Linked DNA regions of Mus musculus: region 1 is linked to region 2. The links are chromatin contacts, called in public Hi-C maps. All regions are on one chromosome and are shown on one strand. Each heading gives the region's core, a stretch centred on a gene start, on an enhancer-like site or on the middle of the called end of the contact. The rest is flanking DNA. Distances are from core to core; before and after follow the strand shown.

The links. A called contact is a pair of places that touch in the nucleus more often than the background predicts.
Region 1: a contact with region 2 is called in a Hi-C map of nephron progenitors, with 1.6 times the contacts expected there. The contact joins the promoter of Rubie here to the enhancer-like site in region 2. A contact is called at or near these places in 5 of 484 Hi-C or Micro-C datasets (the HL-1 cell line, embryonic stem cells, liver and 2 more), 1 of 115 datasets of contacts at active chromatin or transcription factors (a colorectal cancer cell line) and 1 of 9 other capture datasets (embryonic stem cells).

The regions. Positions count from the first base shown.
Region 1 is chr14:46,572,147-46,578,664 of GRCm38.p6, forward strand. It overlaps Rubie (RNA upstream of Bmp4 expressed in inner ear), which reads right to left and starts at 3,705. Exons shown (of 5, transcript NR_046459.1): 1 at 3,533-3,705.
Region 2 is chr14:46,433,954-46,440,221 of GRCm38.p6, forward strand. No RefSeq gene overlaps it. Among named protein-coding and RNA genes, the nearest start is that of Gm34756, 44 kb to the right of the region's middle. RefSeq lists enhancers at 2,598-3,064, 2,655-3,050. Within about 2 kb of position 2,923, at least 63 of the 459 cell types and tissues checked have an H3K27ac peak or open chromatin away from gene starts, as enhancers often do. A contact at or near this core is called in nephron progenitors, where this site is marked.

The sequences.
Region 1 (6,518 bases), core at 2,455-4,954, 140 kb after region 2:
GCAAAAAGACATGGCTTTGAAAATGTATCTGGAAGTATAGAGCCCAGGGTTTGTGCTGCTACCCCAAATGTAGTCTGTGGATGTGAGCAACCTAAGAGCCTTGGTTTACAAGCCCTGAAACAAGGGGACAGTAACATTTTTGTTAAGAACTGAGACTAGTATTTATAAAGCAGTGGTTTTTAAGGGAAGCAAATTTTATACAGACACTTTGGGGAAAGATTATGTATGTAGTTCATAAGTATTACAAAGAAAGGTTGTTGGCAGAGAAGAATCTGCCTCGTGATCAAGATGAACTCTAGTTTCATAATTAATGTGGACTTGAAGTGATTAAAATTAAGACAAGTGGCAGGTGTTATTTTCAGCAATGGCCTTTCTGCAAGAAAGGGGTGAGCTCTGAGGGAAAGCCAACATTTCCTCCAACTATCCTGAATGAGTTCATTTCTAGGAACTGCCTGATACTTTTAGAAAAGGAAACAGCATTGTCTCAGTCAGTTGCAAAGAAAGAATGCACATCTCCTAAGCCTACATAGGTGGTGACACATATATATGACATGACCCTAACAGTATGCACATATACATACATTGTGTACATGAGCCATGTATACTACAGACACACGGTGCTTTCCCCTTCCCTGTGTTCAGTACCACAAGGCAGAGTAAGGAAAGAAGTCTTGACTTCTTACGTTTCTCTTCCTGAAGATAAAGCCTCTATTTACAGAATGGGAGAGGGGAGTGTGGCTCAATGGTAGAACATTTATTTGACTACAGAGTGGGAGAGAAAGGTGTGTGTGTGTGTGTGTGTGTGTGTGTGTGTGTGTGTGTGTGCATTGCACAGTTTCCAATAAATACATTTGGATTCTCTCATTTTAAAATTGTGTGTTTGGAATGCTTTTTGAGGAAGGAAGGAAGGAAGGAAGGAAGGAAGGAAGGAAGGAAGGGAGGGAGGGAGGGAGGGAGGGAGGGAGGGAGGGAGGGAGGGAGGGAGGGAGGGAGGGAGGGAGGGAGGAAGGGAGGGAGGGAGAAGAAAGACTTCTTAGGAGGCAAAGGATGCCTTTGTATGTCTGCCCTGTGTGAGCTATAACCTCAGCCTTCCAAAGTCACAGCCTCCTAAAGACTTTGATCTTAACTACAGCATAGACTAGAATTTCTAAAGAAATAGAGGGGTGCAAACTTGGGAAACACTGTCAGACGTGATAATCGGCCATGACTTTAACACCAGCATCAGAAATTTTATCATCAAATGTTAAGTAAAATGCATGAAACAGAGGAAACGCATCTACATGCAAGGCAGGGGGACATTCCTTTGTCTCTTTCTGTTTTTACCATTTCCAGGGCAACTCTGAGCAGCCCCATTTTATCTGTACTGGCCTGGGGTTTAGATCAACTGTTGATACTTGCCTCTTGAGCCAGCCAAGCAAAGGCAGCTAGTTTAGAGGCCAGCATCAGACAGAGCCGGGCTTATCAAGTCTTCCCAGCAGCCTCTCTGGGCTCATCCTTTGTAAACAGTAAGACATGTCAGCAACCTGGTTGCCGTCATTACTGACAGTTCTGTAAAGAGCGCTAAGTGTTGAATTCTTTAGAGCGGGCCTGTGCTCTGTGAGAGAGATGATAGCGTGAGATGAGGGGCTGCACAGATATCTGAGTACCTTGGGAAAACAGAGGGACTGAGGCTTTTCACTCAGCAACCTAATGAAAACTAGACAAATAGTCTTGGATTTAATATATAGTTTCCACCCAATTCATGAGTCTTTTGTTAGGAGCCATTCTAGCCTGTATAGAAAAGGAGACTGTCAGATATAAAGAAGCGGTCTCTCACTGATACAGAGCTTCGGAGAGAGCAAGACCTGTTTATAAAAATAGAGACTAAGCTTATGGTGGGAACTTGCTGTCACATGGCCATTTTGAAGTTATGGTGGTACCTTTCTGCTGTGCAGGAATTTGGTTGCTTTACTTTCATAGGCCCCGTGAACTTTACATGTTTGAAATCAAATGCAGAAAGAATGGGGCTAAATAACCCATTAGGGAAAGCCCTGGCTATAAATGGAGCACAAAGGATAAAATGTGAAATAGTAAAATAGTACCGAAGGGAAGGCGTGAAGACTAGTTTAAAAAGTTGTTTCTCATGCGAAACAGTGACTACACGCTCTTCGTTAAAATCCAAAAGATCCATTTGTGTGAGTGAACTACATCAAGAAAAGTCTCAGGGCCAGCAAGGTGATTGAGCAAGTAAAGACACTGCACCAAGCCCAATGACAAGAGCTAGGTCCTAGGGGCCACGTGGTAAGAGAAAAGAACTGACTCCCGAAAGCTGCGCCCTGCCCTCCACACACGTGCGGTGGCATGTGTGCACCCACATGCACGCATAGGTACCTACACACCAAAGACATGAGTAAAAGTCTCAGTTGAGGTGACTCACCACATCTCCCGTAAGGTATATCACATTCTTTTCCATGGGAACTAATAACACATGACTCAGAATAAGCTCTGTTAATAATAGCAATTGATGGTGTTCAAGAATAGCTTTCCCAGAACACTTCAGCTACAGACTTCGAAGTTAACAACACTTCAAAGACAAGGAAGGAAATGTCTCCCCGGGTTTCCACTTTTCCTTTCCTAGGAAGGCTTTCTAAATTCATTGCCTCCAATAGATGGACAAAAGGCTTCACATCCATTTATAAAATATCCAGAACTTTGGGAAGCGTCATGCCATTTCGATCCCACACTGAAATAAAGGCCCTCTCTAGAGTCCAGCACCTCGTTCATGTAGCTTTGCTGGAGCTCACCTGGACCTTTAGGTTTTTTTCTCTACCATAAACTCTGCCTGATGGTACAAGTCATAGGTTATTCTATGCCTTTCCGTCCTAGTCAGTCTCCTTGGTTCAAAGAACCAGACCATCCTCTTATCTGGCTACAGGTTAGGCACAGAGTTTGGAAATGTGTGTCAACCATAGAATGCAGAGAACAGCTTAAGGAAGAAAAGTGTTTGAACATTTCAATAAGACCAGTTTTCCTCTTTTCTTAGGAGCAGAAGCACCAAGGAAAGACGCATGCGCACGACCCAAGGAAAGACGCATGCGCACGACCCAGGCAGACACTGTCTCGCAGCATCCCAAAGAGTAAACGGTAAAAATAAAATAAAATGAAAAAGATTTGCCTGTCATGGGAGTTGTCAATAAAACGCAACCGTGTTTATTACGACATTTAAAGTCTGTGATTAAGAACACCAAAAGGCCTAAACTAGAAAGGTTTTCAGCCTGTAATTTCCCTGCAGTCCTGGCCTGTACTTCCTTATAAGTTAGCTCAGCGGGGCTTTCTTCCATGTCCATCATCAGCTTGTAATTATTACCATTCTCAAAGCCATGCCAGATGGGCCTTCAGAAGCAGGCATGCAGCCTGTCTATGAGAGAAAGAGCGTAATATTACTCTACACAGAGACCTATCTGGTCCTACTCAAAGAATTCTGCTCCTCCTCCCTCCCTCCCTTCCTCCCTCCCTTCCCCAGCCCACCCGCAAACCCATGTTCCCTGCCTACCCTAAACAGCAAGTTTCTGGTAGCAGCAGAATGGCCTGGTGACAGGCTGGGACCATGGGGGCTGGGCATGTGCTACATCTTTAGCATCTTTAGAGCATGCAGCCTACTGGTCACCTTTCCCAGTTCACAGATGGAAAGCGAAGTCGACACAAGGAAGAGGCATAATCTCGAGCAGAGACTAAGAGCTGGGTTTGTTGCTTTTATGAACCTTTCAGAGACTCCAGGCCCGTTCCCCTCCATCCCACATTTCTCATTGGCTAGGAAAGAGATTCTCAGGGACATTCTCCAGGACAAATCTGCACCCCCTTTGCATGCTGGGAAGGATAAACATTAGTAAGGAGGTTGAGGTCAAGGAGCCTCGCAAAGCAACACAGGGAAAGGCAAGAGCGCCTAACCCAGGTTCATCTGGTGATAGGCATGGGGTGTTAGGTATCCCAGAGGGCCAAGCAGAGCTTCAATCAGCAGTTAATGAGGCAAGACCTGCAACAGATAGCCACTTTCAACTAACAAAAGCTTTTAGATGTCTCTGTTTACTTTGATCCATTTCAGTTAATTTGAGCCTGGTTAGAGGGAATTTTGCCCACGCCCCCCCCCTTTTTTTTTGCTAGATAAACTCTCAACTCCCACCCCACCCCCATCCACCCATCCCCACCTCCCAAACAATAGTATCATTTACCAACTTTATACTTAACAAGTATTCAGATCTTCTGTCAAGGTTGGCCACAATTCTATAAAAAGCAAAGCAAAGAGGTTCTGTGCCTCAGAATTGCTATAAGAAAGGAATCTCAAAATTCAACAGTATGAAAATAAGGGATCAGAAAAGGTTGCATCTTGTGATTTAAAAAGGAAAAAGAAAAGAAAAAAATACTGTTTCTTTGTAACTCAATTGTAGAGTTTTAATAGGATTTAAAAATTTTTTTGTAAGCATGTGTCTGAGTCCTAGTGCAGTAGAGAGAGGGGCAGGGCCTTGAACCTGGAGTGGACAGGCAGTTGTGAGCCACCCACGTGGGTGCAGGGACCTGAACTCCAGTTCTCTGCAAGAGAAGTATGTGCATTAAAGTGCAGAGCCATCTTTGCCGTCTGGGAAGGCCTCAGGTTTAAGAGAGGTTTCGTTCCTGGCTTCTGGTCAGCTTGTGCGCTCTCTGCCCTGCCTGTTTCATCCATGCAAACACCAGAGCTCTTTCCACAGTAGAAGCATTTCAGAACAAACCACCGGGGCATGAATTAATCCAGAGAGAGACTATAGCTGGTGGTCACAAACAAGGAAGAGACTTAAAATCAAGTGACTGGAGCCTTCAGGTCCTGGGACGCAATACTGCAATGAGCTTTTAATTAGGTCAGCTTGGTGCTTGAGCCCACTGTACTGTGTATCTGTGCCTGAGGGAGGACCTCTCTGCCCACATACACAGAAAACATCCCTGAGACTTTCCTGGGGTTGTCTTGGGACTCCTGATTCCCTTCCTAGCCTGCCCCAGCTGCCTGTCTGTCCCACCCTCTGTCCTTCCCCTGTCTTCCCATCCCATTCACCTGGCATTTACAGCCTTCCACAGCCTCTTTTGTTTTCCTCTTCCTTCTATGTTATATTCCAAAGCACATTTAATTTGCATATATAAATTTATTTGCATATATATGTATTTGTATGTATGTGTGTATATGTATGTATAAATTTTACACACACACACACATATATATACACATATATGTATATTTGAATGTATGTCTAATTGAGGCAACTCAAAAACAAAATAACAACAAAACTCCACTCATCTAGATAAAGTAATTTCCCAAGTACACTTGAACATTTTTGGTTTGACATATTCCTCATAAAACTTACTTTTCTCATATAGCCTTTTCTTATATTCCTTTACCCACTCCTTAGCAAATCTTAGACATTTCTGGACTGTACATAAGACCCAGAAGTTAACAGAAGGAACAAAGTGAAATTCTTTCACACTTTTGCCTTTAAGAAAGCTGGAAATGAGTTTAAAATGTTCTCGTTGGCATCCTGTCCACTAAAGACCACGGGGAAGCATCAGGAACATGAATCTGGAAGACTTAATTTAAGCTAAGGTCCTGATTGCTGAGAAAAAGGAGGACGAAATACTCAGCTTGGAGTGAACATAAGGACCCAGAAGGGGTTTCTGACACCAATTGTGCCTTGTCTGCCACACATACTTCTGGATGATGACAGTAGAGGTTTATATCTATTTTTTTTTCCTTTCATTAAGTTTTTAAAATGAAAGTAAGGTTAGCTTGTCACCAAAGAAGTTCTTTGGTTGAAAGGCAAGGAGTCCAGAAAAAAAAAAAAAAAAGCCAATACCTTACAGCATTTCAGAACACTAGCAGTAACAGGATTGGCAAAAATGTCCTCAGCGATTCCAGGGACATGGCCTGACTCAACGCCGGGGCTTCTGCGTAACTTGCAGTGTTTAATACAAGCTTACTAAATACTTTCAGTTAATAAGGGACGGTGGCAGTTGCTAAGCTATAGGCTGAGTTATTCCTTTCATTCGCAGACTGGGGAGAGATGACAGGGGCATGTTGAGTCACTCAAAACAGGCTTAAACCACCTCAAGGAGTTTGCCTGATGAAAGGGTTCCCTTCCCTTCAAAGCCACTTCCTGTGTCACATGACCTATATCACTCCAAAGATAATAACACTTCACTTTTATCCAAAGATCTCAAAGCATTTTCAAATGTTAATTAAGCCCTCACCATCCTAGAAGATAGCGATGCAGATCTCACTATTTAAATACTGTATTCCAGAACACAGGTTGTTCTAATCATTGAGAGGGAAACGGAGGCCTCTCCAGGGGGGTGGGAGGAATCTAGGGAGGAAGTCCCACCCAACCCCTTAAGATACCCAGCACTGGGAGAGCTGCGGCTCTATGCTAAAGCAGCCACAGCCACAAGAAAAGGTGAAGGCGGTGAGTCAGTGGAGGAGAGATTGTGACCATTGCTTTGGTAGTAAAGATAGAGAAAGCCAC
Region 2 (6,268 bases), core at 1,673-4,172:
CGCACATTAATCTCTTAGCATGCAATACCTCATTTTAACACCCCACTCCCTTACACATGTTAATCTCTTAGCATACAGTATCTTATTTTACTCCTACAGTTTTATGAGAACTACTGTAGCCTTTTTTTTTTTTTTTTTTTTTTTTTTACTGTAAGACAATGGAAGTTACAAGAGTCTCAGGCATCCTTCCTGGTGACAGGTAAATGAGAGACAGGATCTGAGCCCAGATTTAACACCTCTGCAATTCACCTCTCAGCCACTTGGAGAGTGCATATTGAAATCTGGCAATTAGTTCTGCATGATGCTAATTACAATGTTGTTTTTGAGATCAGAGAGTTTCAAAGTCTTGCCAGGGAATTATTGGCAGTGGATACAAATTCTCTTGAACTTTCACATAGTGGATTCTCTCTCTCTCTCTCTCTCTCTCTCTCTCTCTCTCTCTCTCTCTCTCTCTCTCTCTCTTTCTCTCTCTCTCTTCTTTTTTCTTTTTTTTAGACAGGGTCTCTCAACATAGCCCTGGCTGTCCTGGAACTTACTATGTAGACCTCTCTGACCATGAACTCACAGGGCTCTCTGCCTGCTCTGCCTCAGGAATTCTGGGATTAAAGGTGTGTGCCACCACGCCCCTCTGAGCATGCCCTTTCAATATGGTTAGAACTAGTTGTTTTCTCTGATAAAAAATGTGAGTGTGAAAAAGAGAGGAAGAAAGAAAGAAAAAAAAAGGGAGAAAGATTCAGATTTTTAAAAAAATCACCAAAAACCCCTGCTCTGGGCCTTCTTAATTGTGAGGCATTTTACCCACAGACAGTTGACTGTTCTAGTGCCACAACACTGTCATGAGACTTCTGACAATAAAATAACGGTGGAAATTGCAATGATAACAAGAACGATAATACACTATGTGGAATAAGAGGGTATTTACTGTGAATGGAAGGCGAATTTTAAGTTTTTTCCTTTTACAGTTTTCTGGTAGACAGGATCTACTTGCAGGAGTTAGTATTACAATGGCTTCCCATAGTAGCAGCCTGCAAGAATCTGTGTATCCATCTTACATCAGCTACTGATGGCTGCAGGAGTGGTGACAGATGAGCCTTTCATTTTGCAGGTCCCTCAGGGATATTGCTCTCTGATAAGAGTCTTGCTTCTCTTGTCTTCATTTTTTCCCTTTGCCCTCAGCTGCTGCTTTCTTGTATTTGTTGTTATTATTATTATTATTATTATTATTATTATTATTATTATTATTAAGACAGGTTTCTCTGTGTAGCCCTGGCTGTCCTGGACCTCATTCTGTAGACTAGAATGGACCTCCCAAAAGCTGGGATTGAGCCACCACTGCCCAGCTCTTGTACAGATTTTATAAATCACCTTACATGATTTAGGAAGAGAGACCAAGATCCATAAATGCACAAAGGACCAACCTTCTTCATCTCCTGAGTTCCTGTGAACGTTTCTCCTTGCAGATACACATTTCCAGGCTAAATAGCTTTAGCTAATGGCTTCTAAGTGGCCTGGGAGTGTGAGCTGGGGATTAAAGATCTCAGGAGCTGATATGATCAAACTAGGTCACACCTTTGCCCTGGCAGAGAACTGAATAATTTTCCTGATTTCCCAATTCCTTCTTTCCTTGGTATAAAGTTGCAGTCATTTTAAATCAAGCCTCGCGCTCTGGTCATCAGGGAAAGCTGGCAGACTGGGAAGAGTTGAGCCAAGTGACAAACCAACTGTTTGTGCTTCACAAAGGCAACGTTCTAATGTCTCTGGTCTCACAGTTTTAATGTGGATTTCTGAGTAATAATAATGGCTACTTCGGTTGCCTGTCAGGTTCTCACACAGGATCTTTCTAGTTTTTTCAACACAAACATGCCTGTACACACTCAGAGGATCACAGGAAATATGCTCTTACATCCCGAGTTATTTAGATGCTCCTGAGAGATCAACTCACCTATGTGGTTAAGTAGCTACTGTATATATTTTAAGTCAATCTTCCAAGGCAAGTGAAATATTTTAACCATAACAGCAGTTGTTAAATAAAATAAAATGTTAAATAAAATAAAATAAAATAAAATTCAATGATGCAAAATACTAAGACTGTATTTTCTCCCTGGACTGCATCAAAGCGGTTCATTATTTACTGGGTCCCCAGAAGTTCAAATAGACTCATGGTTTATGGCAGTTGTTGCTGTCTCAGGAACTGAAATGTGTGTGTGTGTGTGTGTGTGTGTGTGTGTGTGTGTGTGTGTGTGTGTGTGTGTAGCAGACGTGAGGGGGTGGGATAGAAACAGAACTCCAGCTTGTCTTGGTTGGGGCAGTGTGTGTTTGTGTGTGTGTGTGTGTGTGTGTGTGTGTGTGTGTGTGTGTGCTCGTTGTTTCCTTGTCATTAAAGATAAGGTTCCACTTTGCTTCCCAAACTGGCCTTGAACTCACAGTTCTCCTCTTGTTTTAGCTTTCCCCAAGGCTGAGTTATCAGCTGAGACTCACTCCAGGCTCAGATGTGGTTCTGATTCACATCTTCTCTAAAGGGCTAAATAGACAGCAAGCATGACTTAAGAAAGGGGGCCTCCTTCTGTTCCGGCTGGGTGGCTTCCCGGGGGAACTCTGAGTCTCCTTTCAGCCTTGCCCCTGCGCTAACTGGTTTTGATCTTTTCCTCCTGCCCTTAGACTCCTCAGAGCTTGAACACAAATTTCAGCCCTGAGTAACAGAGAGAGGGAAGGCAGGAGGTTAAACCAAACTGTTAACTGTGTCTCTTCAAAACTGACATTTAATACAGGGTGTAAATCACTAGGGGGGCCTGTTACTCCTTCAGGAATGCAATTACATAGGGTCAAATAAAACATGAAAGAAACCAACAAGTTTTAAAATGTAGTATGTGCTCAAAAGCAGGCAGGAAGGAATTCGAAGCAGCCCAAAAATGCTAACACTCACTGCTGTCCTGCGAGAGGGCTGGGAGAAGAGGGCTCTTCACGGTAAGGATTATGTAGGGAACTTTGGGAAGCAGAGCTTCTCAGTTTTCAGTTCTGCAAGCCTGGCAGCCTTTCCAGGATGCTACTTTCATCCCCAGAAGGGGTCTGCTGGCCAGGGCTACAGAGCAGCACCAGCGCGCTGCCCTCCGGGGAGCACTTGCTGAGTTCACACACCAAGGACGAGCCAACCTGAAAGCTGGTTCTCTCTTTCACACTAAATCTTAAAAAGAAGTCAGTGCAGGTCTGAATCTGTGGGTGGCAGCATTCACGCTGGCTGGGTGCTAAGGTTCCCCTGTGTTTATGTGGCTCCTTGTGATTGTGTCGTTAAGGGGGAAGCTTAATGTGAACTTGCATTTGATTTTGAGAAGTGTCTGTTAATGGTTTGGTGTGTTTGAACAACTGGAGTAGGGTCCTTTTCGGTTTAACAGCCTTGTGAGCCATGGTGATGGCTTATCTCAGCTTTGGGGCTCTCTTTTTTTTTTTTTTTTTTTTTAAGTGTTAGATGTCCTGTAAGACCCTGACTATCCTCAGCTTCTACAAAAAAGATGGCGTCCAGCCTGTTCTGTCTTACAGAGTGGTGATTTCACATACAGGGTGAAAAGATAAAATGTGAGGGAGGGGTAGAGTACCTTTAGCAGGCCAATGCTAAGGTGCTCCCTTGAGAAATTATGCCACACAACAGATCTGGTGTAAGAAGTTTACTGGTGGGGGGGGGGAGTGGTGAAGGTCTTGGAGTAAGGACATGAAAAAGAGACAGAGGCATATGGGCAGACAGAGGGACAGAGGAAACAGGAGAGGGCTGCCTGTGTGTGTGTGGAGAGAGAGAGAGAGACCCATAGAGGAGAGAGAGAGAGAGAGAGAGAGAGAGAGAGAGAGAGAGAGAGAGAGAGAGAGAGAGAGAGAGAGAGAGAGAGAGATGGTTGGGGGACCATTTTACCCACAGCATGTACCTGGAGATTGCTAGGTCCCTGGAAGCAAGCCAATGAGATCGCCTGTTTGCTAACACAGGGTGTATTGTCCCTCCCTGCTGGGCTTCTTGTCACCCATGTTCTCAAAGTGTGTAAGCAAACATGGAATCTGAATTCAGCCAAGAGAACCTGTGTGTAATAGATACTCTAGCTGGGGCATGTGTGTGTGTGTATATGTGTGTGTGTGTGTGTGTGTGTGTGTGTGTGTATGTATGTGTTAAGTTGCCTTGAATTTCTGAGTTCAACTGGTCCTCCTGTCTTAGCCTCTCTAGTGCGTGAGGAAACCAGAACACACCATCAAGCCTAGCTTGCTCATATTTTTACATTCTGTTTTTAACAATCGTGCACAGCCCATGTGCAGATCTTCTAGGGAGAGGAGATGGTTGAGAAAGGACACTGGGATTCCAGCCTGGTTTTCATTCCCACAGAAGCACTAAGTATTAGAACCTAGTTCTTACTTCTGAAAAAGGAAAGTCATTTCAAATAAACAGTGATTAAAACTTGATTTTTTTTAAATCATGCATACCAAATGAAACAAACTCCAAAGTGGACTTCTTCGAGTCTAATGAAAAGGTTTGTAACCTGCGTTGCTTGGGTTCTCTTGGATGAATCTTGGTAGCCTTACCTCATATGTCCCTATCTATACTCACAAGAAAACTGGTGCCCAGTGGCCAGTCCCTGTGAATTCCGCTTCCAGGAGTTCCTGCAGAGGTTGAGCATTTCCTGCTCTGAAGTAGGCTTGCTTCACCACAGGTCTCAGAGATGGGCCATTGCCCAAGTTTCTTCCCATGTCAGCAGATTCCATTCACTCCTGCCTCTAGCTCCATCAGTCACATGAAAATGCTTAGCCCAAGAGGTGTACCATCTGACTTCAAGCTGAATATGAATTGTCTCAGTTCAGCTATTGAAAGGGGTAACATTTACTGAGGGATGACAACATGCCACCTCCCCTCTTTCAGCTCTTCCTGTGACTTCTGACCATGAGGCTGGGAACATGTCCATGCCAAGAGAATTCACCTCTCTGTGAGTGTTTCCTTGCTACCACTGTGATACCTCTGAGGTGACATCCATGCTCTTGTGACTGACTGACCACATGCACTTCTAGACTTAGCAGCCCATACTTTCCTTTCCTGACTATCTCTGTCCTGATCAGATCTGCTGTCAGGAACAGTCTCTACATCTTGTCAAAGTCAAGGAAGTTGATAGAGAGCTAGGAGGAATGGTGGCTCAGAAACTAAAGAAAAGAGTGTGGTACAATCTAGAGAGATGGCTCCGTGGTTAAGAGCACTGGTTGCTCCTTCAGAGGACTAGGGACCAATCCCCAGCTCAAAACCTCCCGTACCTCCAGTTCCAGGGCATCTTCTGGCCTTCACAGTCAACTACAGACATACATGTGTTACACACACACACACACACACACACACACACACACACACACACACACACACATATATAGGTAGGCAACTCCTACACATAAAATACAATTAATCAATCTTTATTTTTTTAAAGAGTGAGAAACATGAAGGGATGGAAAGCTACCTTCCTGCCATTTTCAAAAAAAAGGGGGGGGTTGATTTATGTGCTGGAGAAGGAACCCCAGCTTTGGGAAGCAAACTGATCTGCATTTGACTTCCTGCCCAAGCACTTCTGAGCTATGTGATCTTAGGTACGATACCTCACGTCTGTAAAACTCAGCTCCCTATCTATATCGGGAGGGTTTACTCTGAGGAGTGGAAATCATGCATACACAGAGAGTGCATCCTATACCTAGGAGGTATTTAATAAGTGGGTCGGTTATGCCAGGGTGATAGATTTGACAGGAGAAAGTGACCCTCCAGGAGCTGTGTGCCACAGGCCCTCTGTGCTTTACCACCTACTGGGTTTCCTCCAAAGGCTCTAGGAACCCTGAGCTGTGACTCTCAACCCCACCCACACTCGCTCACTGGCCTTAGGCAAGTCACTTATCTGACTCAATTGCTTCATCTGGAAAGGGGAGGAAAATAATGTTTACCTTCCTCAGAGGAATGTTGAGAGAAGTAATGAATGCTTGCAAAGTACCCTGAGATCTACAGATGAAAGGCACTGTGGGATTGCAAAGTATGATTATAAATATTAGTGTTATTCTGACACATTTGCATGCCTGCATGTGTGAGCAAATTTGCACCTGAGAGCACTGTAAGAAAGTAGGTAACTTTCAAGTAGGCAGCTCATAGAGTTTCATATATGGGCCTATTATAACATAGACCTCTAGTACGGCCTGGAGTTAAGTCCTCCCCAGATGCTGCTTGGACTAGTGTCCCCTATGCTTGTAGCTGAAACTTGGTTGCATGTTAAACCTA